2 separate regions of the Sus scrofa genome follow, and region 2 is linked to region 1. Evidence: chromatin contacts called from public HiChIP or PLAC-seq data. All regions are on one chromosome and are shown on one strand. Each heading gives the region's core, a stretch centred on a gene start, on an enhancer-like site or on the middle of the called end of the contact. The rest is flanking DNA. Distances are from core to core; before and after follow the strand shown.

What was found. HiChIP or PLAC-seq counts read pairs in DNA pulled down with a chosen protein or histone mark.
Region 2: an H3K27ac HiChIP or PLAC-seq map of alveolar macrophages shows a contact between it and region 1. The contact joins two enhancer-like sites. A contact is called at or near these places in 1 of 47 Hi-C or Micro-C datasets (embryonic fibroblasts) and 1 of 2 datasets of contacts at active chromatin or transcription factors (alveolar macrophages).

Annotation. Positions count from the first base shown.
Region 1 is chr15:115,489,179-115,496,049 of Sscrofa11.1, forward strand. No RefSeq gene overlaps it. Among named protein-coding and RNA genes, the nearest start is that of IKZF2, 180 kb to the right of the region's middle. Within about 2 kb of position 2,768, at least 7 of the 83 cell types and tissues checked have an H3K27ac peak or open chromatin away from gene starts, as enhancers often do. A contact at or near this core is called in alveolar macrophages, where this site is marked.
Region 2 is chr15:115,647,218-115,654,108 of Sscrofa11.1, forward strand. All of the region lies in intron 3 of IKZF2 (zinc finger protein Helios), which reads right to left. Among named protein-coding and RNA genes, the nearest start is that of IKZF2, 27 kb to the right of the region's middle. Within about 2 kb of position 3,529, at least 3 of the 83 cell types and tissues checked have an H3K27ac peak or open chromatin away from gene starts, as enhancers often do. A contact at or near this core is called in alveolar macrophages, where this site is marked.

The DNA of each region.
Region 1 (6,871 bases), core at 1,518-4,017:
ACTCCTCCTGGAAACACTGGCTTCATTCTTAGTTTCCTTTTGTCTCTTTCTGCAAATTTCAGTAGCTCCCCTCCCCCTTTTCCTTTTGTATTTTTTTTTTTTTATTTAAGGGTTTCTATGTAGTGCTGACAGTCTTTTTTATTAATCTTCTTTATCAGCTTTAGCTAGACACAGTAAACAGAACATATTTAAAATGTACAACTTAATGTTTTGATATGTATATGTGTGTGTATATACACAAACACACACACCCACCCACCCATGAAACCATCACCACAAACAAAATAACAAATATATCTATCACTCCAAAATATTTCTTCCTGACCCTTGGTAATTCTCTCTCCTCTCCTCTGACTGCTTCTCCCCACTTCATCCCTAAGGAACCGCTAATCTGATTTCTGCCACTATAGATGAGTTTTCATTTTCTAGAATTTTTATAAATGGCATGATACAGTATTTACTCTTTTTTGGTCTGAATTTTTTCATTCAGCCCAATAATTTTGAGTTACTGTTGCATATATCAATTGTCCTTTCATTTTTATTGTTGACCTTGAATTCATTGTATAAATATTATACTAGAATCAGTCCACTCACGTCAATTCTAACTGCTCCTTGATGGACATATGGAGTATTTCCAGTTTGGGGTTATTACATACAAAGCTTCTATGAACATCTGTGTACAGGTTTTCCTCTGAACATATGCTTTCTGTTCTATTGGTAAGTAACTTAGAGTGAAATGCATAAATCATGGATAGTATATTTACCTTTTAAAAAGCTGGTAAACAAGGCTCCAAAGTGCTATTCAGTGTACATTCCCACCAGCAGTGTGTGAGAGTTTCATTTCCTCCAAATCCTTCCTAACATTTAGTATGGTCAATATCTCATTGTGGCTTTATTTATTTATTTTTTAATTTTTTTTTTTTTTTTTTTTTTTTTTTTTTTTTGCCTTTTTTGTCTTTCCTAGGGCCGCATCCACGGCATATGGAGGTTCCCAGGCTAGGGGTCTAATGAGAGCTGTAGCTGCCAGCCTACACTAGAGCCACAGCAACGCTGGATCCAAGCTCTGTCTTCGACCTACACTACAGCTCATGGCAATGCCAGATCCTTAACCCACTGCGCGAGGCCAGAGATCAAACCCACAACCTCATGTTTCCTAGTCGGGTCCATTAACCACTGAGCCACAACGGGAACACCTCAATGTGGCTTTAATTTGCATTTCTCTAATATCTAATGATATTGAGCATCTTCTCAGGTGTTGTCTGTATATTTCCTTCAGTGAAGTGTCTTCCAATCTTATGCCAGTTTTTTTTTTTTTTTTTCTTTTTAAAACTAAGCTTGCTTTCTTATGGAGTTTGAAAATTCTTTACTTATTCTGGATACAATCAGATGTATGACTTTCAAATATTTTCCTCCAGTCTGTGAGTTTCTTCTTATCAGTATCTTTTTTAAAAGTTTTAAGGTTTTTTTTTTTTTTTTGTGTGTGTGTGTCTTTTTTTTTTGGTCTTTTTTAGGGCCGCACTCACGACATATGGAGGCTCCCAGGTTAGGGGTCTAATCAGCTGTAGCCACCGGCCTACTCCAAGCTGAGTCTGTGACCTACACCACAGCTCACAGCAACACCGGATCCTTAACCTGCTGAGCAAGGCCAGGGATGGAACCTGCAACCTCATGGTCTCTAGTTGGATTCATTTCCACTGTGCCACAATGGGAACTCCAAAAGTTTCAAGTTTTGATGAAATCAGCTTACGTTTTCTTTGATGCATCTTGTTTTTGGTATTGTACTAAGAAAACTTTGCCTAACCTCAAAGCACAAAAAATTTATTTTTCACTTTAGAGCTTTAGTTTTAAGTTTTACCTTTAGATCTGTGATGCATTTTTTTTTTAGTTTTTACATATGCTATTAGGTATGAATCAATGTTCACTTTAATGGCATATGGATATCTAATTGTTCTAGCATCATTTGTCAAAAAGCCTATCCTTTGCCATTTAATTGACCATGCAACTGTGTAAAAACTAGTTGTCCATATGTGTATGGATTTCTACCCCATTCCATTGGTTTGTTTGTTTATTATTAAAACAATATCACAGTGTGTCCACTACTGTATCTTTGTAATAAAATTTGAAATCCTTCACCTTCTTTTTTAAATTCCCCAATTGTGGCTATTCTGTTGTTAACTTGCCTTGAGTTTTCTTTCTGAACATGACTGGCCTTAGTGAATTCTGGAAATTTTCTCACAATTTCCATAGACACTTTTCTTGCTAAAGTCTCTTTAAAAAAAAAAAAAAAAAAGCAGAACCACTAGCCCAAGCTTCTCCTTTTCCAAGCCCATAGCTCTGCCAATATACAAATGACTATAACTATACTTGGAAATCTCATTTCTTCAAGCTCTGAACTTTTTCTGAAATTCTCCTGACACTCCCCATGTTTTCTCCCTCCCACTTCATCATGTCATCCCAACCACCATTCTTCTCTCTGCTCCTCAGACTTGAAACTTCCTCTGTGACTTAGCTTTGTCCTACTTCCCCCTAATCCAGTAAAGCAGCATACCCTGACCATATTTTTTTTTCATTCAAAATAATTTTCACATATGGTTTCTTCTCCATTCTCACTGATAATTCACATTCTCACTTTTCCCATGCCTGATGACTGATGGAAAGCCTAAAAGACTATCCCACTTCCAGAGTCTCCTTGCCCCAAGCCATTTTCTTACATATCTCTCTAAAGCAAATTTGTTCTCAAGGCAAACCACTACCCAGAAATTTTCCTTACTAGCTCCGTTTCCCTCTAACTCTCTTCTAACTTGTTCCAGTCTACCTCCTGTTTTACTTTCACTTGCATATGAAACTAGCTTTTTTTTTTTTTTTTTTTTTTGCTTGTTAGGGTTGCATTTGCAGCATACAGAAGTTCTCAGGCTAGGGGTCAGATCAGAGCTACAGTTGCCGGCCACAGCCACAGCAACATGGGATCCCAGCCAGAGTCTGCGACCTGCAACATAGCTCACAGCAATGCCAGATCCTTTAACCCACTGGGTAAGGGCAGGGATTAAACCTGCATCCTCATGTATACTAGATGGGTTCATTACCACTGAGCTACAGTGAGAACTCCCAGAAGCTAGCTAATTTTTATTTTATTTAAACAAGTATTTTCTGGGAGTCCCCAGTGTGGCTCAGTGGTTAACGAATCTGACTAGCATCCATGAGGACGCAGGTTCAATCCCTGGCCTTGCTCAGTGGGTTAAGGATCCAGTACTACCGTTGCCAAGAGCTGTGGTGTAGGTTTTAGACTCTGCTGGATCTTGTGTTGCTATGGTGTGGGCTGGCAACTACAGCTCTGATTCAACCCCTAGCCTGGGAACCTCCACATGCCTCGGGTGGGCCCTAAAAAGCAAAAACAACAACAACAACAAACAAACAAAAAACCCAAGTATTTTCTAAGTAGAATGGAATTTTAAGTAACATTCACTTAAAGACTTTTGTAGAAAGGTAGTGAAATTCAGGAACCATCATAGAATTTGGTTCCCCAATCCTATTACTCTATTTAAACCATACCTTTAGAGTTTTCTGTGAATTTAAAGGGATCTAATCATTTGACACTGAAATTTTATTTTATTTAAACTTGTCCCTTGCCCTATATTCATACAAGAGCCTACTATAGGTTATAAAAATGACAAAAACAAAAATAAGATCTAGTGAATGTTCTCTCATGTCTCTGAGATAAATAGATGAATTGGACTAGCATTCTACAGTGAAGAGGGCATATTCCTTGGACTACAGTCTACTAAAGGAGAATTTTCAGAAGTGATAGGTTATAAAGATCCTCTTTCTTTCTTTGATTAAAAGTTCAGCAAACATAGTTAAATTCAACTTACTACAGATACTCTTTTGACTTCCTAGCTTTAATTGAAAGTCATGGGAGGAGTTCCCGTCGTGGCTCAGTGGTTAACTAACCAGACTAGGAACCATAAGTTTGTGGGTTTGATCCCTGGCCTCGCTCAGTGGGTCAAGGATCCAGCATTGCCGTGAGCTGTGGTGTAAATCACAGACAAGGCTCGGATCCCACGTTGCTGTGGCTGTGGTGTAGGCCGGTGGCTATAGTTCCAATTCGACCCCTAGCCTGGGAATCTCCATATGCTGTGGGTGTGACCCTCAAAAGACAAAAAAGACAAAAAAAAAAAAAAAAAAAAAGTCATGGGAAAGTAACATTTTTTAAAATTGAAACAAACTCTAAAGCTTTGCTTCCTTATAATATTTTGTAGAAGAGATAAGAAATAAAACATTTTCTAATACTTATAATTCTTTAAGGAAAATAATACTTGAAGATCAGTTTTTTTAAGAATAAAGGAAACATTACAACCTTTCTACACACAGAGGGATGTAAACTAGGAATCATCTTCTCCTGGTTTTCAAGAATGTGGTAATCCTAAACACCAAATCATTAATATTATGAAAATGTCATAGGGAAAATAGCATGATCAGTTATTCTGGCATAAACTTATTAATTCTTTAAAGGTAGGTATTTCTCCTTTTTCCATTAGCAGCTGACAATATGCCTTATACAGAGTAAGCATATAAATATGTATTTAAATTTGAATTCAGTAATACTATTTCCCCAATAATAATAACCTTAACATAGTTAAACTGGCTTTAAAGGGTTAATTAGAATCAAATTTGCAGCAAGAAAATAAAAAATGAAAAGAAAGCAGTATAATTCCAAATTCAACTTTTTCCAAGCTGAAAAAACAAAATGGAATACCTGACTCAGAGCAGGGCCCCTATGAGATAATTTTCTGATATGTAATGTAGATTTATTTATAAATGCTGCTAAACATAAAAATTAAGACAAAAAATACCCCAGCACATTGTGTTAGTAGAAAGAATGCAAGTGCTTTTGGAAAATCTCCTGTGTTTTCAAGGACATGCAGGTTCAGGTACATGAATTTGTGTGGGGTAAAGGTGTCATAACCAGAGTGGGGTATTTACAATACCGGGGGCCTGTGCAATCTCACACCGTTCAACTTCATTTCGAAGTCCCAGAGAATTGGGTTTCCTAGAATTCTCGTGAGTAGAAGACAACTAACTTATTTTTTTTATCTTTCCACTTTGCGTATGAGGAACGAGGGTCAAAGACATGTAGTGCCACAATTAACCTCACATAGCGAGACAGCCTGACTGTTCAAGGTCCTTATTGCATTAACTTTCACCTGCTCAGGAAAGAGCAGGAAAGAGCAATGCTTTGTTTGGATGAAAACACAAGAATTCAGGTAAGCCAAACCAAACAGCTTAGCCAAGAAGATGATTCAGCTTATTAGGACCTGGGCAGGCAAAAAGGGACAAAAGGGACTCAGCTCTTCCTTAGAAAACCCAATCTTCTTCCCACAAAAAATCAACCAGAAATTTTAATTTTAAAAAAACAACAAAAAACGTGTATGATGATACAGAGTGGACAGAGTAACAGTTGAACCAGAGAGACTTAGAAATATATTAAATTACATGTCGTGCATGGAATGTGATTTGTGGTCATTTTGGAAAGAGAATTTGAACAGAAAGAGGTTTGAACAGACTTTAAAAGGAATGGAGAGGGAGGTGAGAGAGTGAACTTGTCCATTTAAGAATGTTTTTTCCCCAGTCCTCACTGCTCATCTGAAAACAAGAAGTAGAGCAGGTCAGGAAAAGGGTTATGGTTAACACTGCAAGATGAAAGATAAGCAGCCAGGCAGTTAGAAGCCAAAGCATTTTATCTAGAAGAGCAGGTCTGGCCTTGTTTCCATCTTGATAAGAATTAGATTGGAGAGCTTGTTTGTCTATAGAGTAGGATGAGGTGGCAGGCCTGAAGAAAGGGGACAGGGAAGTCGGGGGCTTAGTTATGGAGTTGTGGCAAACCACTAATGTAGTGATAAGTCCTTCTTTTGTGTTTTACGTCTACCTGAACTTTGAAATTGTTAGACTTGTCTGTTTAGATAATATGGCTCTGTTTCTTTTGAATGTGCAGACTAAAATATCTAGAAAGTTTAAGGGACCTGAACAGGCTTATTACCCTAGTCTAAAATTTTAAGACAATTGCTAACTTGTTAAGCCACTGACTCAAAACTTGAAGGAAATGGCTTTGAATTTAACTCCTCTTTAAAGGGTATGTTTATCTTTATTCTGAAGCATATGTACCATATACTCTGGATTACTTTTTAAAGTTGTGTTTTCATCCCATTTCAAATCACTTTTGTTAAAAACAGATTACAAGTATAGGCACTTCTACTTTCATACTGTTCTAATCTGACGATATAACTGCTTCAGGAGTGGTTTTTTAGAACATAATTATTAAAATTAAAAACTTCTAGGGAACTGAATTGTGTTCTTGGTGTTCTTGGATAAGAGATATGGTGCAGGTTTCCTGCTTTATCTCTCTGTTAGTATAGAGTATAAGCCCCAATAAATATATGGGTTATATCCATCTTATACTGCTTATTCCTGTGCTAATAATCTGATATATTCAATAAATCCTGCTTGAGCAATGAATAGCCTGAACAGCAAACTCACCACTTTAAAAATCATTTCAATTAGCCCCTAAAATAATTTTAAAGGCCTATTTAAAAAAAAAAAACTCATTTCATTTTGAACTTCTGATTTCTTGGTGCTATGAGAGACTGAGATACTAAAAGTATTTATTGGGGTTTATAATCTATATTATCAGAGAGATAAGGCAGATGTGTAGCCCAAATGGTTAGATACTAAAACAAGTTTGTATAATTGACAAGTGGGAAGAAAGCTCTTAAAACAATATATTCTTACTTATCTTGGCTCCTTTACAAATTATCTGGCACCTTGGGTCTTATCTTCTCTATTCCTGAGTCTGTGCCTGTAGATAATTAGCTCTGGA
Region 2 (6,891 bases), core at 2,279-4,778, 160 kb after region 1:
GTGACATAATTCAATGGGCTAGCAAATTTCCTAAACATATATCTAATCATTTCTCAGCTAGGGAATCCCCTAATTTGTTAGTTCTCCAAAATAAAGCAAAGATATGTTTGACGAAATCTAGCCTGATAAGCTAGAGGAATTCCCACCCTTCATACGGCCACAGGTGATCTGGAATACTGGTATATTTCCAAAGTTAGGGTCAGCTCCTCCCCAAATGTTCACACACAGACAAAGCCAGCTAATTTCCCTGTTAAATGCTGAGTGAGTCACCATCCTAATGATTTAGATTGCTAAGGTGCACATATTAAAATATATGCTTCCCGGCACAATTCCATATCCAATTACAATAGTAAATCCAATAAACGTGCAGTAAAACTGCCGCTCAGGCAGGGGAGAAATATGAAGTCATAAGCCAATTCAAATATTGCTAATGCCCTTGGAGGAACAAATGTAGATGCCTAGAACCCTTGTCAGGAAACTCTTATCTTTTTCACCTAGGAATCTTTCATAAGAAATTTCAGCTGGAAAATCTGGGTAAGTTTTCACATCCTAAGCTAAATGAATCCCTGAAACATGATCCCTTTTCTTTTATATGAGCTTTGCAACATCTCTCTATATGTCTCTGTCCTTTTAAGTCTTAAAGCATCAAGTTTTAAGATAAACAGTAACTGCTAAAACATCTGTGCACAAAGCCAAAATTTTGTATTCCATCTGAAATGGAAATATAATGAATGAATTTCTTCATGCCCAGTTTTCAGGCAAAATATCACCTTTATAATCTAATTTGAATTGTCAAAAGACTTAAAAGTTATTCAAGGTTAAAATAACTAAAAATAACATTATTAAGATATAACTTACTAAAAATAAAGTCAGGGTTTTCGTTTTGTTTTGTTTTTTGCTTGTGTTTTACTTAACCATGGTTAGATGGTTGGCTTATAGCTACTGGGGCAAAGAGACAGGAATATATATGCTAACTACAGCATTATTCCTCAAAATAAATTATGAGAGTCTTTCAAACACAGGGCCCATGCAAAATTCTAAAAACCTACATGAAAACCTAGGTCTACAAACACTAATACAGAACAAAGCATCTAAAATTTCCGAGATACTTAGTCTGTGTCTTAGTAAAAGCAGTGACATTCCACAGAGGCAGGTGAAGCTCAATATAAAGGAGGACTTTCTACGAATCAGAGCTGACCGACGATACAACAGTGATCTTCCTTCCTCTCACACTAGAAGTGGTCAAGCAAAATCCCAGAGACCACCTGTCACACATGATGTCAGGATATTCTTGTTTTGTTTAGGAAGTTGTTCTAAATGACCTCTGAGGTCATTTCCAAGTGTTTGATTCATCAAGATTATTCTCAGTGGTGAAATAAATGACATGGGTGTAAGTGTGTGTGTGCTCACACACACACTTGTAGCCCCAGATGAGAAATTAGGAACCTTATTATTTTTAAATGCAATTGTATAGGCAAAAAGCAGAGATTGAGTCATCTCTATCCTGCACACAGGAGAAAGGGAAAACGGTACAAGTTTTTTCTACCTCAGGATGCTCTTTGAGTCCAAGAACATGCCCAGGTCCTCCGTGACCTCAACCATATTCTTTAACAGGCTGCCATCAATCTAGTTCTTGGGACAGGCTGGGAGCTACAAAACTGTAGAATACATTTGGATGTTTAACTGCTCATAAAAAACATAGGTGTCATGAAACGAACTTTCTTTGCTCGCAAGCATATTTCCATTTCCCGTGTGAGAAAAACTGAGTAGTTTCCTGAAAAAGTGTGCAAGAAAATAAAAAGAACACAAGACTTCAGTCTTTTTCAGGAATAAGCTTAGCCTGTAAGTTTTCAGACAATGCAACTTGCTTGTCAACTGACACTCTGAGATCTCCACCAGTCCCGAAATAGCAAAGAGGGAGAAATCAGGTCCTACACAGGTAGCTCTTTAGCCCTTTTTAAAACCTTATAAAAAGGCATCCCCCTTATTCCTAAACTAGCCCTCTCAAGTAATTAATCAAATCATTTCTAAGTAACACCTGATTTTTCTCTTCTTCTCTGCTACTTAAACTTTTTAGATACACATTCTTTTCTCTGTGTAGAATTGCTACTACACAGATAGCCAGGTTTCATGGTGTAGCAATTAAAATTTTGTTAACCTCCGAATTTTACTGAAATGCTATGCTAGAAATCTTGGAAGAGTGTCTTACGTGTTTTACCAAGATAAGCAAGTGAAATAAATGTAGACACAGGAATAAAAGTGTCATTTTCTGCTGTAGAATAGTTTGTAGAAGTTTTAACATCAAATAACCAGTATCTTCCCACTAAAACTATCTCAAAACAGGACACCATGGACTTCCTGTTGTGGCTCAGTGGTTAACAAAGGCAACTAACATCCGTGAGGATGAGGGTTCGATCCCTGGACTTACTCAGTGGGTTAAAGATATGGCGTTGCCGTGAGCTGTGGTATAGGTCGCAGACGCAGCTTGGATTCTGAGTTACTGTGGCTCTGGCATAGGCCAGCAGCTACAGCTCCAATTAGATCCCTAGCCTGGGAACCTTCACATGCCGCAGGTGCAGCCCTAAAAAGACAAAACAAAACAAAAAACAAAAGAAAAACCACCATGTACACCAGATAAAATCTTTTTCTTTCTCCTAATTCTTACAAGAGTTTTTAATTATAATTTCTCCTGGATGCCAAAGCAGAAACGTTCTTCAGGGACAGAAAATAAACACAGACATCACAACCAGCAAATATATAAAACAATGTTTAAAGAACCATAATTAAGAAATACCAATTAACTTTATATACTATTCCCCCCATCAGATGAACCAAAACTAATAAAATTCATTGTTGTCAAAGACGACAAAACAGACTCACAAACTACTTGTAGTGTAAATTGGTAACCTTTTCACGGGGCAATCTGCCCATACTTGATCCATTAAAATGATCACTGCACATACTTCATGACATAGCAAATCTACAGCCAAGTTATGCTGAGGATGCCTGCAAAGCTAAAAGGACAGACAGGACACTGGCTGTAACACTGTATGTAACAGTGAACACCTAGACACAAACTTAATGTTCATCAGTGAAGGACTAAGTCACCGTGTATCCTCAGTGTATAATGGCATTATAAGCACCCAAGAACAAAAGAGTGATGTGAAAAAAAAAATTTGTAAGTGAAAAATCAATCAAGCTATAAGCAACGTGCACAGTGTAATTTTATTTGTTATCAACAGAAAAGGAAAAAAATATATATAGACATGGTGGTCTATATTCTAGCCGAACTAGCTAGCACTATACTGAACATGCTAGAATATGCTAAAAACTTATTGAAGGATAATTAAGAAATTGATAACAAGAGAAACTGACAGCTAGGATCACCTGGGCAGTGGGGCCTTTATTTTTCATTTTCTATCTTGCTCTACTGCTTTGTGACTTTATACTCTGCTCCTATGTCACTTTTACTTAGAATCTTTATTTAGACTGCTCGTCAGCCCCAGACCGACCATGGCAGAATTTTGTAACACTGGCCACATCCCTCTGTGGGATGAAGCTCACTACCCACACCCCCATCATCCCCAGCACCATCATACCATAACACCAAAGTTCCAGCTCGGAACTTACGTAATGGATGGTTTCAGAGCTGACATTTCCCTCACCGCTTTTCTTCTTTCTTCACATCCTTAAGTTATTTGTGCTGATTCTGGCTTCTCTTTCTCTAACAGATAAGCTCGTCTTTCTCTAAAATATAAGCTAGTCTGAAAACAGGGTCAATGTTTTTAGTCCTTTCTCCTCCCCACCTCCCCCATGCCTTCTAGCACAGTGCTTCACAGGTGTGAGTAATAAATACATGTTAGATTTGCTTTCTATGAGAAGACTTCAGCCTAGAGGTTAAAATTTTATTTTAAAGGGAAGAAACTACCACACTTTCCTGATCATGTGTATGCAGCAATAAATCACCTCTACACTACAGAAAGAAACACTAAGGTACTTTACATTTATAATTTGCCATTATTAAACAACTAAGTAAAAGATGGAGACATGGAGATCGAAATAGTAAAAGAAGTCCAAATAAAATTTTAAATGGTATGAAAATATGCAGACTTTCATTAGGTATGCCATATGGGCCAAAAGAACATAAGCATAGAAAAAGAAATCTGAGAGAAGGAAAAAATGTTATAATAATCTCCTCATTTCCAATAGTGTCAACTACAATTTCAAAAAAAAAAAAAAAGCATTGGTTTCAGCTCTGAGTACACATTTATAACAGTGAATAGGAACTACACATCAGAATGGAATGATTATTGATTTCTTAATGGATTACTGCTGCACAAATTTACACTCACCAAAAAACCATCAATCTTGGGGTAATAATTATAAACCTATCACAGTACATACAGCATTCTGACTGAATTGAAACTTAGTGCTATCTGCCGGGAAATGACCAATTTTCTATTTCTCCAGCTCCAACCACAATACAGAATGGTGAGCAGATACTTACATCAAATGCTATTATAGGCTATGGTTTGTAACAGCCACAACATGCTCCATCTGTAAATTGCTATTAGAGAGGTAAACAATCAGGTCCTGGCGGACATTTTTCTTATTATTCATTAGCTATGAAAACTGTAAATAAAATGGGCATCATGCAGTTACACTTGTCAAAAGCCTATCATTACTGGCAGGTTGTGGAGAAGGGGTCAAGGGCAAACAGTACATTAGCTGAAGTCACGTTGCTCTGACTTTCCATCCTAATTTCAAACCGCCCCCCAAATCTGTATCAGAAATGCCTAACCACTAAGCTACAGAGGTTAGGTCTCTCTAAATCCTAAGTGTGTTCTTGGGTAATCGCAGTTTTACTAAATACCAAGGGGAACACCATTACAATTAAAATATTATTTTCCAAAAAGAAAACCCCATTATGTCAGTTCCACCTAGCAGTCTTTAATCACCGGATAATTATGTGATCCAGTATTAATCAATTAAGTTTCTAATTCTCATATTTTCCAGCTGTGGGGCTTAGATAACACCATTTCCTTCCAGATAGTTAACACCATTCTGAACACCTTATTGATCTATATTACACACATACAGTCGTAGAAGGAAGAGAGTTAATCCAACACAAGTAAAAATAATTTGCTATAAATGGTACACTCGTTTTCATTTTCTCTTTAGATTCTAATGTATTACTGGAATTTTTGGTTAGATATATCAATTTTCTTTTCTAAAAAGTTATATGTAATTTTTCCACCCAATTAACTTAAAAAAATGTATTTCCAAAACATGCTAGAAACTAAAAAATGAGATTTGATTGTTTTTAGAAAGAATTCCCTTTCCTAAGTACTAAGAGACTATTAAATTACCATGATTATGCGACCATAATAATTAAAATTCTATTAAGTATAATATAAAGTCAAATAGAGAAGCTAAATAAAGTTACCATAATAAAATAAAATTACTTTGTAAAACACTACAATTGATTTGTGAATCAGTGAAATTTGCAGATGGCAAACTTGGTGTTTTTTCTAGTGGGAAAGAATATTCCAAAGGTTATAACAGTCAAATTAAAAAAATGAACATTCTCTAGAAGGCAAGAGATAACTTTAGACTGAGTTGATACTAATATTTCAAGTAATATCTTAGGAACCATGTGTAAAAACTACAAAATGCATATGCAAATATTTATAATCTACAAACGATAACAGTCAGTTTTTGTGCCAGAAAACGAACTAGGTGCTTTTTATAAGTTATTGCATTTGTTTCTTAAAATCTTATGACAGGTATTATTATTTACAGCTGAGGGAACTCAATGTAGAAAATTCAAGGAACATTCCCAAGGTCACACAGGTGAAAAACAATCGAATATCAGCAATTCCCTACAACTCACCTTAAAGTAAGGAGCAGAGCCAGAACTTGACCCCACGTCTGCATAACTTGAAAGTCTTAACCATTTCCACTGAGCCCCATCCCAAAACATTAAGCACAGCTGTGCCCATAGAGACTGCTATGTTCCAGAGAAAACAAGATACCAATATTTATTGTAAGTGGAGTAAATGAACAAATGAATGAAAAGAAGGAATGAACATATTTGGAAGGGAAGGAAAACAAGCCAATGCAAGAACACAAGGTTTTAAATCACTGTTCTACTCTCTCCATATGTGATGTTGGGCCTCAATATATAGATTTCTAAAATACAGGCTGTGGAATGGATACTACAGTATAAAATACTGTGTTTACTATACCTGTGCATGTGCACACACAGACATACACGCACACAGAATTCTATTTATCTAAGGGGAAGAAGAGGAATTCAGTCATTTCTTGTATCCATAGTTACCATCTACTATGCTCCTGGCCCAATTCTGAGTGTTAGGTTTACATCAGTGGCCAAGACAAATGTTCCTCAAGTGTATTTTGGGAGAAGAGACAAATAAATAAATTAGATAATTTCAAACACTATTAAGTATAACAAAATGCAGTAAGGTAATACCATGGAATGCCTCAAAGGGGACTTATAGGGAGTGCTCAGGAAAAGCCTCCTCAAGGAGGCAGCAGTTGAGTTGAAAGCAGAAAAGAAGGACGCTTCATGCAAAATCATGAAGGAAGAGTGTTCCAAACCCTCAAATGGGAACAAACATGCCATGTCCAAGGAGAAGGAAGGGAGGTATTGTGAGAGTTTAATGAACAAGAAGAATGGAAGACAAAGAGTCGGAGACAGAGGCAGAAGTCACGTTCTGTAGGATCCTGTAGACTTTGGAAAGGAATTTCAAATTTATCCTATTTTCAACAGAAAAATTTTGTATTTAAAGTGATGGATAGTTGTAATCTGATTTAGGTTTTAGAAAGTGCAGGTCTGACTAGTGGATGGGTATGGGGCATAGAGGA